Linked DNA regions of Mus musculus: all the other regions are linked to region 4. The links are chromatin contacts, called in public Hi-C and HiChIP or PLAC-seq maps. All regions are on one chromosome and are shown on one strand. Each heading gives the region's core, a stretch centred on a gene start, on an enhancer-like site or on the middle of the called end of the contact. The rest is flanking DNA. Distances are from core to core; before and after follow the strand shown. Region 1 has its middle 100 kb from the start of Moxd2. Region 2 has its middle 69 kb from the start of Moxd2. Region 3 overlaps Mgam (maltase-glucoamylase). Region 4 holds the start of Ssbp1 (single-stranded DNA binding protein 1).

The links. A called contact is a pair of places that touch in the nucleus more often than the background predicts. HiChIP or PLAC-seq counts read pairs in DNA pulled down with a chosen protein or histone mark.
Region 1: a Hi-C map of Sertoli cells shows a contact between it and region 4, with 4 times the contacts expected there. The contact joins the enhancer-like site here to the promoter of Ssbp1 in region 4. A contact is called at or near these places in 2 of 484 Hi-C or Micro-C datasets (Sertoli cells and conventional dendritic cells), 1 of 115 datasets of contacts at active chromatin or transcription factors (bone marrow-derived macrophages) and 2 of 9 other capture datasets (macrophages and pancreatic islet).
Region 2: an H3K4me3 HiChIP or PLAC-seq map of bone marrow-derived macrophages shows a contact between it and region 4, with 3 times the contacts expected there. The contact joins the enhancer-like site here to the promoter of Ssbp1 in region 4. A contact is called at or near these places in 1 of 39 promoter capture datasets (the HPC-7 cell line), 1 of 484 Hi-C or Micro-C datasets (embryonic fibroblasts), 3 of 115 datasets of contacts at active chromatin or transcription factors (bone marrow-derived macrophages, double positive thymocytes and pancreatic cancer cells) and 1 of 9 other capture datasets (macrophages).
Region 3: a contact with region 4 is called in an H3K4me3 HiChIP or PLAC-seq map of bone marrow-derived macrophages, with 5 times the contacts expected there. The contact joins the enhancer-like site here to the promoter of Ssbp1 in region 4. A contact is called at or near these places in 2 of 39 promoter capture datasets (liver and neutrophils), 1 of 115 datasets of contacts at active chromatin or transcription factors (bone marrow-derived macrophages) and 3 of 9 other capture datasets (adipose tissue, liver and macrophages).

What each region holds. Positions count from the first base shown.
Region 1 is chr6:40,781,960-40,786,164 of GRCm38.p6, reverse strand. No RefSeq gene overlaps it. Among named protein-coding and RNA genes, the nearest start is that of Moxd2, 100 kb to the left of the region's middle. Within about 2 kb of position 2,289, at least 18 of the 459 cell types and tissues checked have an H3K27ac peak or open chromatin away from gene starts, as enhancers often do. A contact at or near this core is called in Sertoli cells, where this site is marked.
Region 2 is chr6:40,816,830-40,820,991 of GRCm38.p6, reverse strand. It overlaps the pseudogene Mgam2-ps. Among named protein-coding and RNA genes, the nearest start is that of Moxd2, 69 kb to the left of the region's middle. Within about 2 kb of position 2,276, at least 55 of the 459 cell types and tissues checked have an H3K27ac peak or open chromatin away from gene starts, as enhancers often do. A contact at or near this core is called in the HPC-7 cell line, bone marrow-derived macrophages and macrophages, where this site is marked.
Region 3 is chr6:40,746,826-40,751,165 of GRCm38.p6, reverse strand. Mgam (maltase-glucoamylase) reads right to left here. Exons shown (of 94, transcript NM_001368875.1): 75 at 4,016-4,112; 76 at 3,198-3,310; 77 at 2,015-2,140; 78 at 900-1,028; 79 at 543-653; 80 at 185-247. Among named protein-coding and RNA genes, the nearest start is that of Mgam, 120 kb to the right of the region's middle. Within about 2 kb of position 1,960, at least 6 of the 459 cell types and tissues checked have an H3K27ac peak or open chromatin away from gene starts, as enhancers often do. A contact at or near this core is called in bone marrow-derived macrophages, where this site is marked.
Region 4 is chr6:40,469,563-40,473,586 of GRCm38.p6, reverse strand. It overlaps Ssbp1 (single-stranded DNA binding protein 1), which reads right to left and starts at 2,172. Exons shown (of 6, transcript NM_028358.2): 1 at 2,128-2,172; 2 at 1,454-1,516. The coding sequence starts at 1,477.

The sequences.
Region 1 (4,205 bases), core at 1,040-3,539, 310 kb before region 4:
GCAGAATGCTCCTGTTCATGTTTGTAGCACGTCCACACATGTCCATTTAGTGGATCTCCATAAGCCTGAGGGCCATGCTTTGGCCTAAGTGTCAAAACATTTCCAGTACTGGAGAATGTGTGAACCGGGAATTGAAGGACATCAATTATTTTCCTGGCTTTCTAACAGAAAGATAGCGTTATCTTACTGGGCCCATGTCTCTTCATCTACAAAATGCAAACCAGACTGTGAGTTATATCTCACATGTTTATCCTAATTACAGCAAGTTCAACATCACTATGAACCTTCTGACTCCAGGGCACCCAGCAGCTCCAGTCATGTTTGTCTACCACACCTGAGTCTACCACAGAGTTTAGCAGTATCTGCAATTGTTCCACTTTTGAAGTCCTAAACACTACCCTTCTATTATTCATAAGTTTATAACCTTTTCTTTTATAATATTTTTGAATTATGTAATTCAAATATAATTACATAATTCCTTTCTATATGTGTTTATATGTGTGTGATGGGTATATGAGTGTGTACAGTATGCACCCCCATCCATTTACACACATGCTGAGGTGGGTAACAGGTTTCTCCCTCTATCTTTTGAGACAGGGTCTCTCACTGAGCCTGAGCCCACTGTTTTGCTTAGATGTATAGGCCAGTAAGTCCTGGGAACCCACATGTCTACCAGCACCCATCAAGGATGAGGCTACAGACAGTCATGTCCATTCCATCCCAGCTTTTATGTTTGTGCTTGGATTCAAAACTTAGTCCTTCATAATTGTGTGGCAAGCAATTTACTCAATGAGACATCTCTCCAGCTCTCATGTCCTTTTTTTCCTTTCTTATTGCCTTACTTAAATCTTCTTCTTTTGCTGTTATTTGCTTTGTAGGTTTGATAGAATGTTTTTTCATGTATGTTCTTTTAGTCATATGGTATCACTACGACTATTCTATTCTGAACACCAAGGTTGGATACAGGCCCTGTGGTATGATAAATAAACACACCTACACACGCAGTAGTTCTCTAGAACAGGAACATCACCGTTCTCATGCCCCACATCTAGCAAAGGGCTCAGTGGAGACCCTTCTACAATGAAGGCTCTCAAATAGCACTTCCATTGCCCTCATGTACCCATGATCTTGCCCAAAGGCATTCATAGAAGTCATCAGTAACAGGAGAGACAGAGAACAGCACAGCAAATGACACCATGGTCCTAAGTGCCATGGGAAGGAAATGTTCCTTGAATATTTGGAAACCCAGTGTGAATGCCGACCACAGTGTCTTGGGGGGCCAGACAAATGGCCAGGCCCAATAGTATCTTGGTCGTGCCCTGGGCCTGAGGCATCTCTGAGAACACTGTAAGGTAAGGATGTGGAAGAAACAGGCAAAACAGACTTTCCCTTCATTCTGAGAATAAACCAATGTACTTTACATGAGCAAAATTTAACAATAGCAATATTGTGTTTTAAGAGTAAAGGAAGTAATGCAGACACGATCCAAGGCAATTGTCTCCGTTTAGAGGACTTTGGACATGTCAGAATCTAGGGGCAGAATGAAAGGACCTTGGATTTCCTCAAACTCAGTGAAGCAATATTGGTTTTAATGGCCTTGTTAAAGTATGCGGAAGCAATGTAAGCATACTCTTTGCAGAGTCTACCTGCTCTTTGTTTCTAACTAAGGCTTCTGGGAAAAAGCAGCAGCCAGGACCTGAAGTGCTGGCTGGGATAACTATCAGCTCAGCCTCTGCATGTAGGCCTGGTACCCACAGAACACCCCTGTCTGCCATCAAAATATAGCTCTGTTCTGGATGTAGGCAGGTGAATCTCAGCCCCTCAGTTCTAGCAAGTAACGCATGGAAAGTCACAGGATGCTAGTTGACCATCTTACCCCTGAAACCAGGCAGACATACATCTCAAGCAGAGGTGAGTTTATTCATCACACCCCCTCAGGGAACCTCAAAGAATAGGGGCACGTGGGAAAACCTTGAAGGGGGAATGGGAGGCTTCTGTTAACGGATTCTTAGGAAGAATCAGGATGCACGCCTAGCTGGAGAATGGTTAGTCTGGTTGACCCTGAGTGTCATAGACAAGTTTCAGGAATTGCAGCAAAGGCAATGAAAAAGGGAAATGGGATCAGGGAGGAAGAGAGGGAGAAAGGGAGGGAGGGAGGGAGGGAGGGAGGGAGGAGAAAGCATAGCAGGACTAAGGAAGGACAAGGACTGATCTTGTAGGGTGGGTCAGAGAGTATAGTGCAAAAACTACTGGGAGGCAGTCCCTGTTACTATCATCTGGGAGGTACTGAAGAATGAACGGTAAACAACCTGGCTCCTATCTTTACAAGCCCACAGAGTTGGGCCCTGAGGCACACTGCCAGGAAAGTAAGGTTCCCTCACCCTATCTGGAGGACAGATTCTTGCCAGTAGTACAAGGCTGTCTCCCAGATCCCTGACCCAGAGACCTTGCAGGAAAACCCAGACTGGAAGGCTTTGTCCTCTGTGAGGAGCCAAGAAGTGATTTATCTCTTCATAAAACCTGACTTACCAGCCAAAATCAGCGGTCCATTTGTGGCCACAAAAGCATATTTTATTTCTCCCTAAAAATGCTCAGTTCCCTTTACAATATCAGTTTCAGGTTTCCACAGCATGCCCAGAAAAATTGTCATGACTTAACAGTAAACAGCGATTCAAATTTAGAAAAATATAGAATTGAGTAAGGTATAATTACAGCTCAATTCAGTCTTTAAATCACTATACATTGCTTCTTTTTTTAATTTTTAATATTTTTTATTACGTATTTTCCTCAATTACACTTCCAATGCTATCCCAAAAGTCCCCCATACCCTCCCCCCCACTTCCCTACCCACCCATTCCCATTTTTTTGGCCCTGGCGTTCCCCTGTACTGGGGCATATAAAGTTTGTGTTGCTTCTTAAAGGTAATCTTTGTATTTGGGAATTAAGTAGTCCACTAGGTAAAGGCCTCTACAGATGAGGACATGTGATGTCACTCCACAGTCAACAAACTTTTAGTGGTGCACAGCTTTGACTTTTGGGGGTGACAAAGGAACAGGGAATATATCACAGGGTGGAGTAGCTTTGAAAGCTTTTAGCCCGGCCTCACTCCCATTCATTCTGTTTTGTGCTTCCAATTACAGACTGCTTTGACCCTCATGCCTGTTTGCTGCCATGTCTCACAGCCATGATGGACAGTTAGGCTCCTTTTAGAACCAAAAGCACAAATATATTCTCTCTTCTCTCTGTTGCCTTGGTTACAGTATTTTATCACCGTAAAGGAAAAGTAACTAGAACATGTGCCCATATTCTTTATTCTTTTTTGTTGTTGTTGTTTTGCTTTGTTTGTTTTTGTTTTTTGTTTTTTCAAGACAGGGTTTCTCTGTGTAGCCCTGGCTGTCCTCGAACTCAGAAATCCACCTGCCTCTGCCTCCCAAGTGCTGGGATTAAAGGCGTGTGCCACCACACCTGTCTCATATTCTTTTTTTTTTTTTTTTTTTTTGACTGTGAGTGGTGTTTTATTGGAGATGACAATGAGGTGGGGCGGGTTCTTAATGGAGCATGCTCTGTAGGTCACACGCTAGAGCCATAAGGCAAGGGTAGCCAGGTGGACTGCCTCGGGGGCTGTTCACTGTGTCCTGTTCCTCTCATCTAACCCTAACTTAAGTGGCAGCTATGAGTCAGGAAGCCCCTATCTTGCAGGAGCCATGGAGGGAAAGAACAGAAATGACAGATGCAAGGGCAAAGAATGAGAAGAGCAAGGGGGGCCGGAAGCTGTCCCACCCTCCCCCGCAGTCCAGGCTGGCTCTTGGCTTGACTATGCCCCAGTTCCCTCTTATTCTTTAAGGCACACAGACTTCTCCTCTTTGTTCCATTTCTCCTTATCTCTTGGAAACTGTTAGATCTTACTGGTGACTGGCCTATGTCCCAATATTTGTTGTCTAATTTGCCACTTCTTATTTCTTTACTGAATCTACACTCTAAAGCAGAGGAGCCAAATCCTCATTTCTATGTTGATATTTTGTCTGAACAGAGATACTCCCAAGGTTCACCACTGCCCTCCAGAACGTGCACCTGTGACCCACTTATGTATTCCCCTCCTCCTCTCATTTTTAGAGCATCAATTAAAACTCAAATTCTTAAGTTTAATCATGGTTAAATGATTAAACTTATCTTATACTTAAATGACATCATCTCCACAAAAGAAA
Region 2 (4,162 bases), core at 1,027-3,526, 350 kb before region 4:
GAGTTTATTAAAACCAAAGTCATTTGGTTTAAAATATTTCAATTGCAGCTTATTTTATTAAAATAAAAGAAAACTACTTTACTTGTTGCTCTTGCATTATAAAAACCTTAAGAAGGACTTTAAACTACTTCTTTAGACTTTCCCATTAAAATATTATTTTAGATAAAAAGAATAATGGTAGAATGAATCATGGGAAGCAACAGAGGGATGGTCTTCCAAACTTTTCAAGATAAAAAACATTTTATATCACTGACATACCCCTCCATAATCTTTTTCCCTTGTTTATGAATGATCTTCTTTACATTAAGTATATTAATATTAGTGTTGATATATAGATTAACATTAATCTAAGTTATTTTAATAATTTTATATTAGTATAAAATTGATCTACCAGTGTCATATGTTCTACAAAGTTATGACAAGCAATTGAAGCACTATAGATTTTGTTGGTTGTGGTAGTAGTATCGAATTTAGGGCCCCACATGTGCTAACTTAGTTTATTTTAAACTGGTTTATGCAAACCAGACTGGCCTAAAACTTGCAGCAATCCTCTCACCTCTGTTAGTTGAGTGCTGGGATTTATAGGCCAGTGCTACCATGCCCCACTACCAGCATAGAAGATATGCCAAAAGTTCTTACACCTTTGTGGACACATTTTTGACAGCAACTCAACATATAAATATCCATCCTTCCCAAATTTTCATCTGTACACTCTGCCTTTTAGATGTGTCATTCAAATTTTAACTACTCTCATGAAGCAAAGGGACAGTATATAGGACCCCTCTTTGAAAATAGGTAGGTATTATCCACGAATGTCCTATCATTTCTCTTGGTGGAACTCACCGTGTATTCGGGACCATTGTGGTTCCTGGATAGTGGGTAAAATGCTCCGAGTTGCATCCACCTTCTGCAGAGTTCTTCGGTGACATTGTTTTTATAGCCACAGATGTTGGCTCCAACCTGAACACACATGCAAACAAATTATTACTATAAAGGCAAAAATCATTGGCTGTATTATTGTCTAGAGAAGGAAAGAAAACTCTTACTAATATTATTTGATGTTTAAAAGATCCCAGAGTCCCAGAGCAAGCCCCGCCAAATGAGAGAAACATGAAGATGCTCATTATAGGATACACTAGGCAAACTGACTAGATAGGGCGCCTGTTTTGACCTCATCATTCAGTCTCTGATCTCATACCTACCCATTCACTGTTCCTCTCCTGACAGGATTTTCTTTTCTTATACTCATACATTTGATTCATTGTAATTCTCTCCTACTGACAGAGACTGTATGGAAGATACACCAGTGCTGACATTTATATCATTCTGTCTTGAGAACCATCTTACAGCACACATAGAAACTGATTTTGCCAAAACATAGACACTGAAACGTGTTCCTTAGCCTATCAGACACCTGAAAGAATGGTAATAGAAAGAGTAACAAAGGACCAAGGGTGGGAATGAGGCTTACCAGGGGGATGCCAAACAGATTAAACTCAAGGATGCTGGGGATGGACCATCTGAGATCATCCCAGGTGGCTGCATTGTTTCCCAGCCAATGACCAGCAAACTTGCCAGACCCAGCAAAAGTAGACCGTGATAAGACAAAGTTCCTTGTGGTGGAATTGAAGACAGCATCCAGGGCCCTGAAAAAAATTCCAGCTGGTTGTATGTGAGGCAATCTGTGACTGTCTAGGATTCAGTTTAAGCCAGGGGCAGCAATTGATTTTTCAACCAAATGGGAAACAACAAAAACAAATATAAAAAACTAGATTTGCTAAGAAGTTTGCCATTTTTAAGACTCTCCTCTCTTCTGTGTGAGGCTTACCATCTTCTATAAGATAATATGGATCAGTTCTGGTCTGCGAAGAAATTTTTCTGAGTTCCTGTACTCCTAATTACAGGTTTGTTGTTTGTTTGTTTGTTTGTTTTTGTTTTGTTGTTTTGTTGTTGTTGTTGTTAATGAATTCTACATCGTGCTGGATCTGATTTTGTTCCAGCTGTTTTGGAGGACACTAGTTGTCATATGCCACATTAAGTTAGATTGTGGCCCCATCTACTCTAACCACAGTTTTTGGAGGTTTTTTTTTTTGTTTTGTTTTGCTTTGTTTCTTGCAAAACAAAAAAGGTTTCGTCCAGACCTTGTGGCCTGGTTTATAATCCTGATTCACATAATAACCCTGGTTCAGGCTCAAACTCAGGCTCAGTCTCAGGTTCTGTCTTGGTGTGTACTGCATGACAGTTTACCCTCATTATCTTTATTGCACCATGAATCATCAGTAAGAACCTACACAAAGTGAAACTGAAACAGGATTGGGCATGCAGCTAAGAGGTCAGAGAAGGCCTTTATGCAGCATGGATTAGAGAACATGCATCTTAGAAAAAAAAATTGTTTCAGAGAACTTTCTATTTCTCTTCCTCGCCTATCTGTGTCTGCCCTTTAAATAATCATTTCTTGAGCTCTGAGAAAATCTGCCTCCTTTCATCCCAGAGAGAGAGAGACATACATTTCATGCAGTCTAGCACACTGCTGGTTGTCCCCAAACTTAGCTCAGACTCCACTTAAGTCTGAGCTAAGCCTTCAGCAGATCCGTGTCTCCAGTTCTCAGGTGCTGGGTCACTGAATGAAAACTTTTGACTTGTGAACGACAACAGACCGGTGTGAGGAAGTAACTAAGGTTGGCCCAAACATTTACTTTTTTTTCCATTTTTTATTAGGTATTTAGCTCATTTACATTTCCAATGCTATACCAAAAGTCCCCCATACCCACCCAACCCCACTCCCCTACCCACCCACTCCCCCCTTTTGGCCCTGGCGTTCCCCTGTACTGGGGCATATAAAGTTTGCGTGTCCAATGGGCCTCTCTTTCCAGTGATGGCCGACTAGGCCATCTTTTGATACATATGCAGCTAGAGTCAAGAGCTCCGGGGTACTGGTTAGTTCATAATGTTGTTCCACCTATAGGGTTGCAGATCCCTTTAGCTCCTTGGCTACATTCTCTAGCTCCTCCATTGGGAGCCCTGTGATCCATCCATTAGCTGACTGTGAGCATCCACTTCTGTGTTTGCTAGGCCCCGGCATAGTCTCACAAGAGACAGCTACATCTGGGTCCTTTCAATAAAATCTTGCTAGTGTAGCAATGGTGTCAGCGTTTGGATGCTGATTATGGGGTGGATCCCTGGATATGGCAGTCTCTACATGGTCCATCCTTTCATCTCAGCTCCAAACTTTGTCCCTGTAACTCCTTCCATGGGTGTTTTGTTCCCACTTCTAAGGAGGGGCATAGTGTCCACACTTCAGTCTTCATTTTTCTTGAGTTTCATGTGTTTAGCAAATTGTATCTTATATCTTGGGTATCCTAGGTTTGGGGCTAATATCCACTTATCAGTGAGTACATATTGTGTGAGTTCCTTTGTGAATGTGTTACCTCACTCAGGTGCATTTACTTTTTAAATCCGACACTACCTCATACCCAAAGGCCAAGGTCCATTTACCTCTACTGTTTTCTAAAAATTTAGCCCAGGGATGTCAGAAAGGCACTTTGGTCTTAATGAGTCACAATTAACCACCGCCTTTAGAATATACTAGAATATATTAACCAAACCAATTATGCTTTTATAGCACTTTTATCACACAGGGACACTAGCAGTGAAGCAACCTGGAACCCTTTTCCTTCTCAACATTCCCTGCTGCGTGTGACTTAGTCACTCTCTGTCTCAACCCTCTGTTTTAGACACAAGCATCTATGAGGAAAAGCATATATATTTTAAGATGTTGGTAAAAGTCTGTTTTCATTCCCAGGTTTCAAATTGAGGCTCAGGATGCTGAACTTTATATCTTTCCAGGAGATGCTGGTGTTGCCTGCCCTTGAACACTACTGTGAATTGGTAGAAAATACGATTATTTAGAGACAGTTTAAAGCCAGAGCGGTAAGTAAATGAGTAGTCAGCGATGAGGAAAATAGGGAGGACTTGAATTAAAAGGTGATTGTAAATGTGTAAGAGGTGAAAACAATAAAATTTCAAAAGTAGAAACAAAATTATTTCTAAATTTTCAGAAAAAAAATTTAAAGATGATGTGAAGGTTATCATTTGAGATTCTGAGAGTTAACAATGGCATTGCTCCTAACAGAGACACAGAATTTAAAATGATCAGTCAGTC
Region 3 (4,340 bases), core at 711-3,210, 280 kb before region 4:
AAACATAAGTAGGAAAAAAGGTGTATGGGTGAGGGCATCAGTACACAAATGACAGGAAGGACACATGTCACTAGAGTGTCTTCACGGTGCTCAATAACACTAATGGGAACTTCTAAAACTTCGGGTATGGCTTCCCTTTCAAGATAATCCTGACTACACACAAAAGCCATAAAGAACCTTTTACCTCCACTTGATGGTCCCAGCCTAAAGAAGGGTCCACAGTGATATTAGGGTAATCAGGCCAGACCTGTGCACAGAAAAAGGAAAGGAAAGGTCAACAGAAATGCCTCAGACAATTTAACATACACAGAGTTTCCGGGAAAACTCTAAGCCACAGTCCTACAACTTCAGCTTTCATGTAGGATTGTTCTATGGAGAAGTAGATTGCATGAAGCTCTTAATTATTATCAGTAAACATTGGCTGTAAAATGAAAAGCAAATCCCCGATGACCAAATAGACTAAGTGAAAGCCACATTTAAAAACACATTAATAATTTCCTGGCCAAGGGGAAAGGATTGTTGAATGTCTGTCCAGTTCATACCTTTCCCCAGACAATGCTTCCATTATTGGGATATCTGATGAAGACGTCATTCTCCACACCCCGGGTGAAGGCCGGGTAGGGCTCTGTCTCGTTGCCAGAAATGGCTGGATCCTGCAGTCAGAGCATAGGGCAGGTGGGAAATTATGATGGAACACAGAGTGGTGGTGAGGGTTGGAGGGTTGTTATTCCCCAGTTTCAATTTGTACTATAGTTTCCATGGCTCCCAAGAAGTACTCTTACATTAATTACACTTCTATTTCTCTCCTAGAACAGGAAAGGGCAGACAGCCTAAGGTGACCTCTGCACAGTTCCATCCATTGTCCCACTCACTGCCTACACATTCACACAAGGACTAACCAGAATGAGGATGACCCTCATCCCATTGGCCTTCATGCGATTGATCAGGGCTGGAAACCCAGAGAACTTGGGGCTGAGCTTGAAGTCCAGCTGCCTCTCCATGTAGTCAATGTCTGAGTACTGCACATCCTGGGATGACACAAAGAACAGTGGCTGATGTTAGTGAAAGTCCAAACTCCAGAAGAAAATGTCTCTCTACCAATCTAGTGATGCCATATTATGAAGTTGGTTTCTGGAATATTTTTCATTTTCATTTTCTCACATGACTTCACACAACACCCAAAATAACATTTAATATAACATGAAAACAGAGTAAGATGAATGATAAATCCTGTCTGGAAAGACTGCTGTAAATATAAATAAAAACACTATTAAATCATGTGCTTTGAAAGCTGATGATGTAGGGCATGGTTATGGTGACTTCCCTCAGCAGGCTGCCCCTGGAATCAGTGGCTCTTTATCATAGGAAATGCAACTATGTGCTCATGAGATATGGACAGTAAGTCTTCCTTAAGTCAATGCAACACAAAGCAAGACCATACAAGAACTTTAGAAAAGCAATACTGAGGGCAATCACACTTTTCTCATTAAGATGATATATTTAATTACCTACCTACTTTGCTTTAATGACAATAAGATGAAAAATAGGAAAAATATATAGTCAAAATAGATTAAATATGAAAAAGAATCCCCTAGATCAAGCCTATTGGAAGCCTCTTGCCCTCAAATGAGGGAGGTTGGCTCCACATGTATTTCCATTGAAGTGAAGCCCAAGACTCTGCATTTGTTCTGAGTCTGGGAAGGTTGGAGCCATAACAACTCTTTACAATGCTCTGACTAATTTGGGTTTATTTTTTTCTACTTCGGTTCATGTTTTTCCTAGTTAAGCATAAGAAAAATTTCTTCATACTATTGAAGAGATGTTTTATTCTTATGAAAAGAACCTCCTGACTAAATTCCTTGAGCCAACACTAGTTCCTCATTCTTAGTCTGAGTCATCAATGCTAAGATCCCCAAGAGCAAGAACACACTATAGTTGGAACAGGCTCCACACAGCTTTGCTTAGCTCTGAGGTTGCAGAGCCAGCACACCACGACAGCATAACATGGACGTACATAGGGGATCTTCTTATCCACCATCTCATCATATAAGCTGGCGATTTCAGAATCATTCTCATATCCATAGCGACACAGCTGGAATCCCAGGGACCAGTAAGGTACCATCACAGGTCGACCAATCAACTAGAAAACAGACAGAAAGGATTAGTACTTCTAAGTAGAAGCTGGAATATACATAAAAGAAGAATGTTTGACCAATCCAAACTTAAGTTCAATTCTAGAAAAATATTGGGGAAATACATCCTTCTTCCCTGATGATACACTGAGAAATTTTTCCTCGTAGCCTAGTACTTATTTTCTAGGAACTCTGTTAAAATCTTACTTCATTCTAATTTTTTAAAGTATTAATATTTTATTAATTATTTTATTTATTTACATTTCAATGCTGCCCCCTTTTCTTAAATGAAATCTAATGCTATGGTTAGAAGCACAAATCCCATAGGTAAAATCCCTACCTTAACAAAGAGACTCTGGTTCTGACAGCTGCATGACCACACAGAAGTTTATGTAACTTTATTTTTCCTTATTTTGCCTCACATAACTAGGAATAAGAGTAATTTCTCAGAGTGTTTTTATGAGTATTGAATGTGATAATGTCTTTGAAGTGATCTAATGTGTAACAGATTACTGATATAATATTGGTCACACAAATGTTTGTAGACCACAGTAGTTACCATTTCCATATCCACCCCATCACTGTTACTACCACGGATATGATCACCATTGTTCCATGGTCATCATGACTCTAACCAATATCAGCAGCAGTAGCAATGCTAATGACATTATGCCAGCACTATCATCAACTGTATTACTGCCATTGTCACAATCATTATCAATATAACCATCACCCCCATACTATCACCATTCCAAAAACGTTTCCACAAACACCCCTAACTCTATTACCAGCACTCTCATTCCTATCCCAATCATCATGTCCCCCCACTACCATGATGTACCACCACTGCTAGGACCACCAGTCTGCCTGCAATGCTGTAACAATTAGAGAATTTATAAACGTAATGTTATTGGAATCTAGGTACTAATCCCTTTTCTATAATATACTTCTTTCTGATAAAACCAATGATTGAAACTACGATGCTAAGAATTACACTAATAAATGCATGATTTGGAGCAGAGGATATGCTAACATTAATACATGACAATCAAATGAGCTTCCTACCTCTGTGTACTGCTGAGTGACAAACTCAGGAGTTGGCCCCAAAAATACATAAAAATCCAAAATTCCCCCTGTAGTGCGGTATGTCAGAGCAGGCATGGGCTGGAATGTCACATCTGAAAACAACAACAACAACAACAAATCAACAATAATGAAAGCCTTAAGGTTAACCCATTAGTATTGAAAGCTCTATTTCTCACTTCCATTTCATACCATTGATGGCAGACATTCTGTACTAAACCAATATAGAACTGAAAAAGGAAAACCCCAGAGGATCCTATCCATTTTATGCTCCTTATTAGAGGTTTTAAATTTGTAAAAATTTAAATTATCATAATTTCTATATCATAGTAGTATAAAAATCATAAAAACAATCTCAAAGTAGCACTAAGTCTCAGTGTTCACCTCCTGTGGCTTCACTGGCAGCTACAATATGTATTACTGAACTTGACTTTCTGCCCCTTTCTCAAATAGCATAAAAATATTCCTAACCTCATTCTGCCATAGGCAGTGTTCTAACCCAAACGCTTGGCAGTAATCCAAGTTATATAACCGGTTGCCTCCAGCTGACACCCAGGAACTTGGGGACCCTCAGGAATTAGGATTTTGCTATGCCTTCTTATGTAAGTGTTTTACATGATACCAAATAAAAGTTTAGTAAACATAGCAACCATAAATCTCTAGGATAAAATGAAGGCTAAACAGGAAAAACCATTACCCAGAGACATTATTTTTGACTTAAGATATTGCCAAGTTAAAATCATTCAAAAACAATTTAAGAGTGTTTGGCACACAATAAGAGGACACAGGTGTCATCCTACCCATGGCATTGCTGTTCATCAGGAGGACTCCATGAGCATTGCCATCCTCCTCCAGACCCATGTAGTAAGGGTGGACACCATAGGAATTCTTCCTGTACTGAGAGTCATAATGGAAAAAAGAAGATGTTAGGAGACTATGTGCATGAGAAAGAAATTACACAGAAATTTGATTGCTAAGTTGAGTCAGTGAACCAATCAATACCCCCAGAGTTCCCAGGGACTAAACCACCAACCAAAAAGTACACATGGAGGGCCCCATGGCTATAGCTGCATACATAGCAGAGGATGGCCCTGTTGGTCATTAGTGGGAGGAGAGGCCCTTGGT
Region 4 (4,024 bases), core at 923-3,422:
TGTCTGTCACTCTCACTGTTAGTGAGTTAGAGAGTTAGAACTTCTCACACTCACTTTCAAGGACATTCTACCATATAAGAAGGGTCATTTCAACTGGTCCGTGAGAGCTGCTGTGTTCGTAATTTCCAGTTATGCAACTTCTCCATGCAAATGAAGGCAGAGACAGGCTACAACTCTGAGGTGACAGGTTACCACATTATGATTTCTAAACCTAGCTTTTTAAAAATTCCAATTGGGACCTCTTTCCTTCCCTGGTCTTTTAATACCGGCCTTCTCTCTCCATACCACTCAAATGAACACCTTTTCCTGGAGTGATTTTAGCTATATACTATCACTAAGAATAAATATAAGAATAAGATGTTACACGATACAGGACCAAAATGCTACTCAGTTCCTTTGTCACGATCACAGAAAATACTAATGTGACAGATTCAGAAGAGCCAGTGTTCATTAAATGTTATAAAATAACAATATGCCTCATCTTAGGAACATACACATAATCTAGTAGAAAAGAAGAAATAGGGAGAGGATTATTTCAATACCCTCAAAATGCAAACTTACTTCCCATTTGGTTTAAAAAGATACTATAGTATAACTTCAATTTTAAAAGGCTCAGAGTATGTGTGGATTACAGTAAGGAGCTAAGGATAGACCAACTTAAGAGTAGGATGGGGAAGACAACAGACTTTTATAACGAATTTGACTCATTAGTCTTAAGAGGAGAAGAAAAGTAATAGATTTTACATTAGGAGAATTTACAAGACTTGGTACCCACGTGCCACACTGAGGAAAAATGGTAATTAAGGCCTGCTTAAGGCTGGCTAGAGTAGAGGACACCCGACTAGATTGCAGAATGGTCATGAATTTGTGGCAAGAAGTGAGCTCTGCTCTCTGGATAGCAAGATGGGAGTGGGGAGGAGAGGGGCCAGAAGGTCATAAAAGACCAGAGCCATATGGGACAAGGTTAGAAGAAATCAGGTGCGATGGGGCAGGCCTGAAATACCATCGGTGACAAAGTAGAAGCAGGAGGAGGAAGGTTCTTGGTCATCTCAGCCTAACAGTGAGTCTCAAGATAGTCTTAACTATGAGTGGCTGTCTCAAAAACAGCAAAACAAAAATGATAATAATAACTTACATAATTAAATGAATACTCTGATCTAAGCACTGGTAACAAATATTTACTAAATTAAATTCATGAGGTGTACTACATATGCGAATACACTTTAAAAATCATTTTTGATTCAGTAAACATTATGAGCTTCACACACACATAAACACACACACACACAAAATCCCTTCTGAATCTCCCACATCAAATAAACACATAGAACACGCTGGATAGGCGTAAGAATCTCGTGCTTATGTATGCAAAATCGAAAAGCAACAAAACAAAACATGGCTATAGACTATGGAAACACGGTTGGAGCACTCACTAATGTAGAAAAGTGACTACCTGTAACACAGGTCTTCGAAACATGGCTTCTGTTTTTCTTACAACCTAATCTTTAGGCTTTTCCTAAAGGAAAGAAAGAAAAGAGAAAAATGATAAATCAAGAAACTACAGTATCCATCAAGAACACACATGCTCTCTAGTCCTAAATCCTAAGCGCGTCCAGCTTCTCGTGCACCCAATTTGCAACCGCATTTTTTGCACGTGTGGGGAGTTCCTTTCTTTTTGAAAACAAAAACTGAGCGAGACAAAAGAAACTCTGTGGTTCTGGGTCTCAACCAGCAGAAAAGAGGGGAAAAACCTGTTCTCACTTGCAATCCATTGTCTGCTAGATTTCTTTACAATAGAAGTTGTCTCGGACATTTTTTTTTCCAACTTGTTCTGTTATTCTAGACCCCTAAAACTGTCTCTACAAACAGTGCGGGCACAGTAAACGCTACTCCGAAAGGACGCAAATCAGTGCCTTCGTCCCCGTTAGCGCTGAGTAAGCCCGGCTCCCCAGCCTCGCCGCGGGGGCAAGAGGCTGCTCTTCCCCCAAAGTGGCGCTCGCGAGCAGCACAGGGAACGGCGGGGGACACTCGGACTCCAGCGAGGAGCCGCACAACTCCTCCCGAGCCCCGCACGCGCCCGTGCACTCGGGAAACACAACTTCGTGCCAGCCTTCTCCCCTCCCTCACCGGACACGCAGAGCCCGACCGCCAGCGGCTCGCTTCCGGCGCACGGAGCCCGCAAAGCTCGCGAGATGCAAGGAAAGACAGGAAATCTCTGAAGTGCGTCGTTGAAATGCCGCCGGCTGATGTCGCCGGAAACACGACCCCTCAATTTAGAAGTGCCAGGAACTTCTGTCCAGGCGGAAGTGGGCGGATCAACGATGCCACCTGTGGGTAGTTTTACGATTTTGGTTTTGTTTTTTTGTTGTTTGGTTTGGTTTAGTTTGGTTGTTGGGGTTTTTTGTTTTGTTTTGTTTTTCCTGATCTCCACCCTCGCTCCGGTAGTGGCCCCGCACTGGCTAACCAAACTCTGGCCAGAACTCTATTCCCAGCCCTAAATTGAAATTATTTGATGTTCCCAGCCTGGGAAAGGGAGTGAGGTAGGTGAAATAAAACATATTTGAGCCCCTGGAGGAACTAAAACCGACACAAGTCTCCTAATGCAGTAAGACTGAAGAATTAATTGCTGTCAAAACCTCGGTGATCTAGATATGTTAACATGTTAAGTCAAAAAATTCAAGAAACACGTGAGGAGCAAAATTTTTAACATCTTTATTAAGTACCGGTCCCAAACTGTGCCTAAGGCACAAGAGAAATGCGCCCTTATATTATGTATTTGTATATATGTTTTCCCTAAAACATTAAAAGTTTATGAAATTCCAAAACATTTTGAAGAAGTGTTAAAAGTCAAAACGTTGCTTTATTTTAAAGCAAAGTGTAATTAAGATTTTACTTTTATAGAAAGAAACTGATCAGTATTTTTTAGATTTTTTTTTTTCATTTTGTGTTTCAATTCTACATCTTTGGCAGTTATTCTAGATGGAAAAGCTTAAAAGAAAGAAAGAGAGAGAGAGAGAGAGAGAGAGAGAGAGAGAGAGAGAGAGAGAAAGAGAAAAGAAAAAAGACACTGTCTCGCTGTGTATCCCTGGCTGGCCTGAAACTTGGATCTCATGTAGACCAGACCAGGCTTGTCTCTAACTCCCAGAGATTCCCCTTGCTGCATCTACCTCCCTAGTGCTGTGATTAAAGGCATGTGCCATCACATCCAGCACTCAGTGACAGTCTTAAACAATCTCAAGTAACTTAAGCTTGTTGATCTTGTATTTGGTAATATCATGTTCATAGTAAAATTTCTTAGTTTTAACATTTCCAAAATACTGCATTGAGACATCTTTTCTTTTGATTGCTGACTTTCTTTTGCTCCTCTAAATCCTATGTTGTTTACCCTAATCCTGGCCCTAGTGAAGTAACGCACTTATGAATCCTACAAATTAAGGAACCCAAGGCAACAAGATTCAGTGGGGCTCCAGTGTTAGACAGAAGGGAACTCCAAACCATTCAAACAGACACACTGCCTCCTAAGGTCCATTCTTTCTGATTTTAGGAGGGGGGGGGGTCTGAATTATTGTCTGGCTCACTAGTGACGCCTTTATAGATGTTTACTTCCCTGTACTTTTACCTTTACAAAGTTGATTTCCTGAAATAACGAGGCACTGAATTGGACAGGGACACACACACACACCCTAGTAATAAGAAGACATCCCACCTGCTACATTAGTTCAATGGTTTCCTCTTTATGAGCTTTGGAGGCAAGACAAAGGAAAAACAAAGTTGCTCCTTTTCCTCCAGAGAGAAATCCCGCCCGCCCACCTCGCAAGCTTTGTTTCAGTGGTCCCAGACTTGAACTGTGGAGTAAATCTTAACTCTGTTTCCCCATTGCAGACATCTATTGGCTCATGTATAGCCAGTTCTGTTCTTCACTATCCCGTTAGTTTTGCCTTTGTTCTATTTGAAGAATGTAGAGAAGGTTGGTTAAAGAAAAATATAGACAACTGAAACTTGAGAGCACCCTGCCTTAACGTTT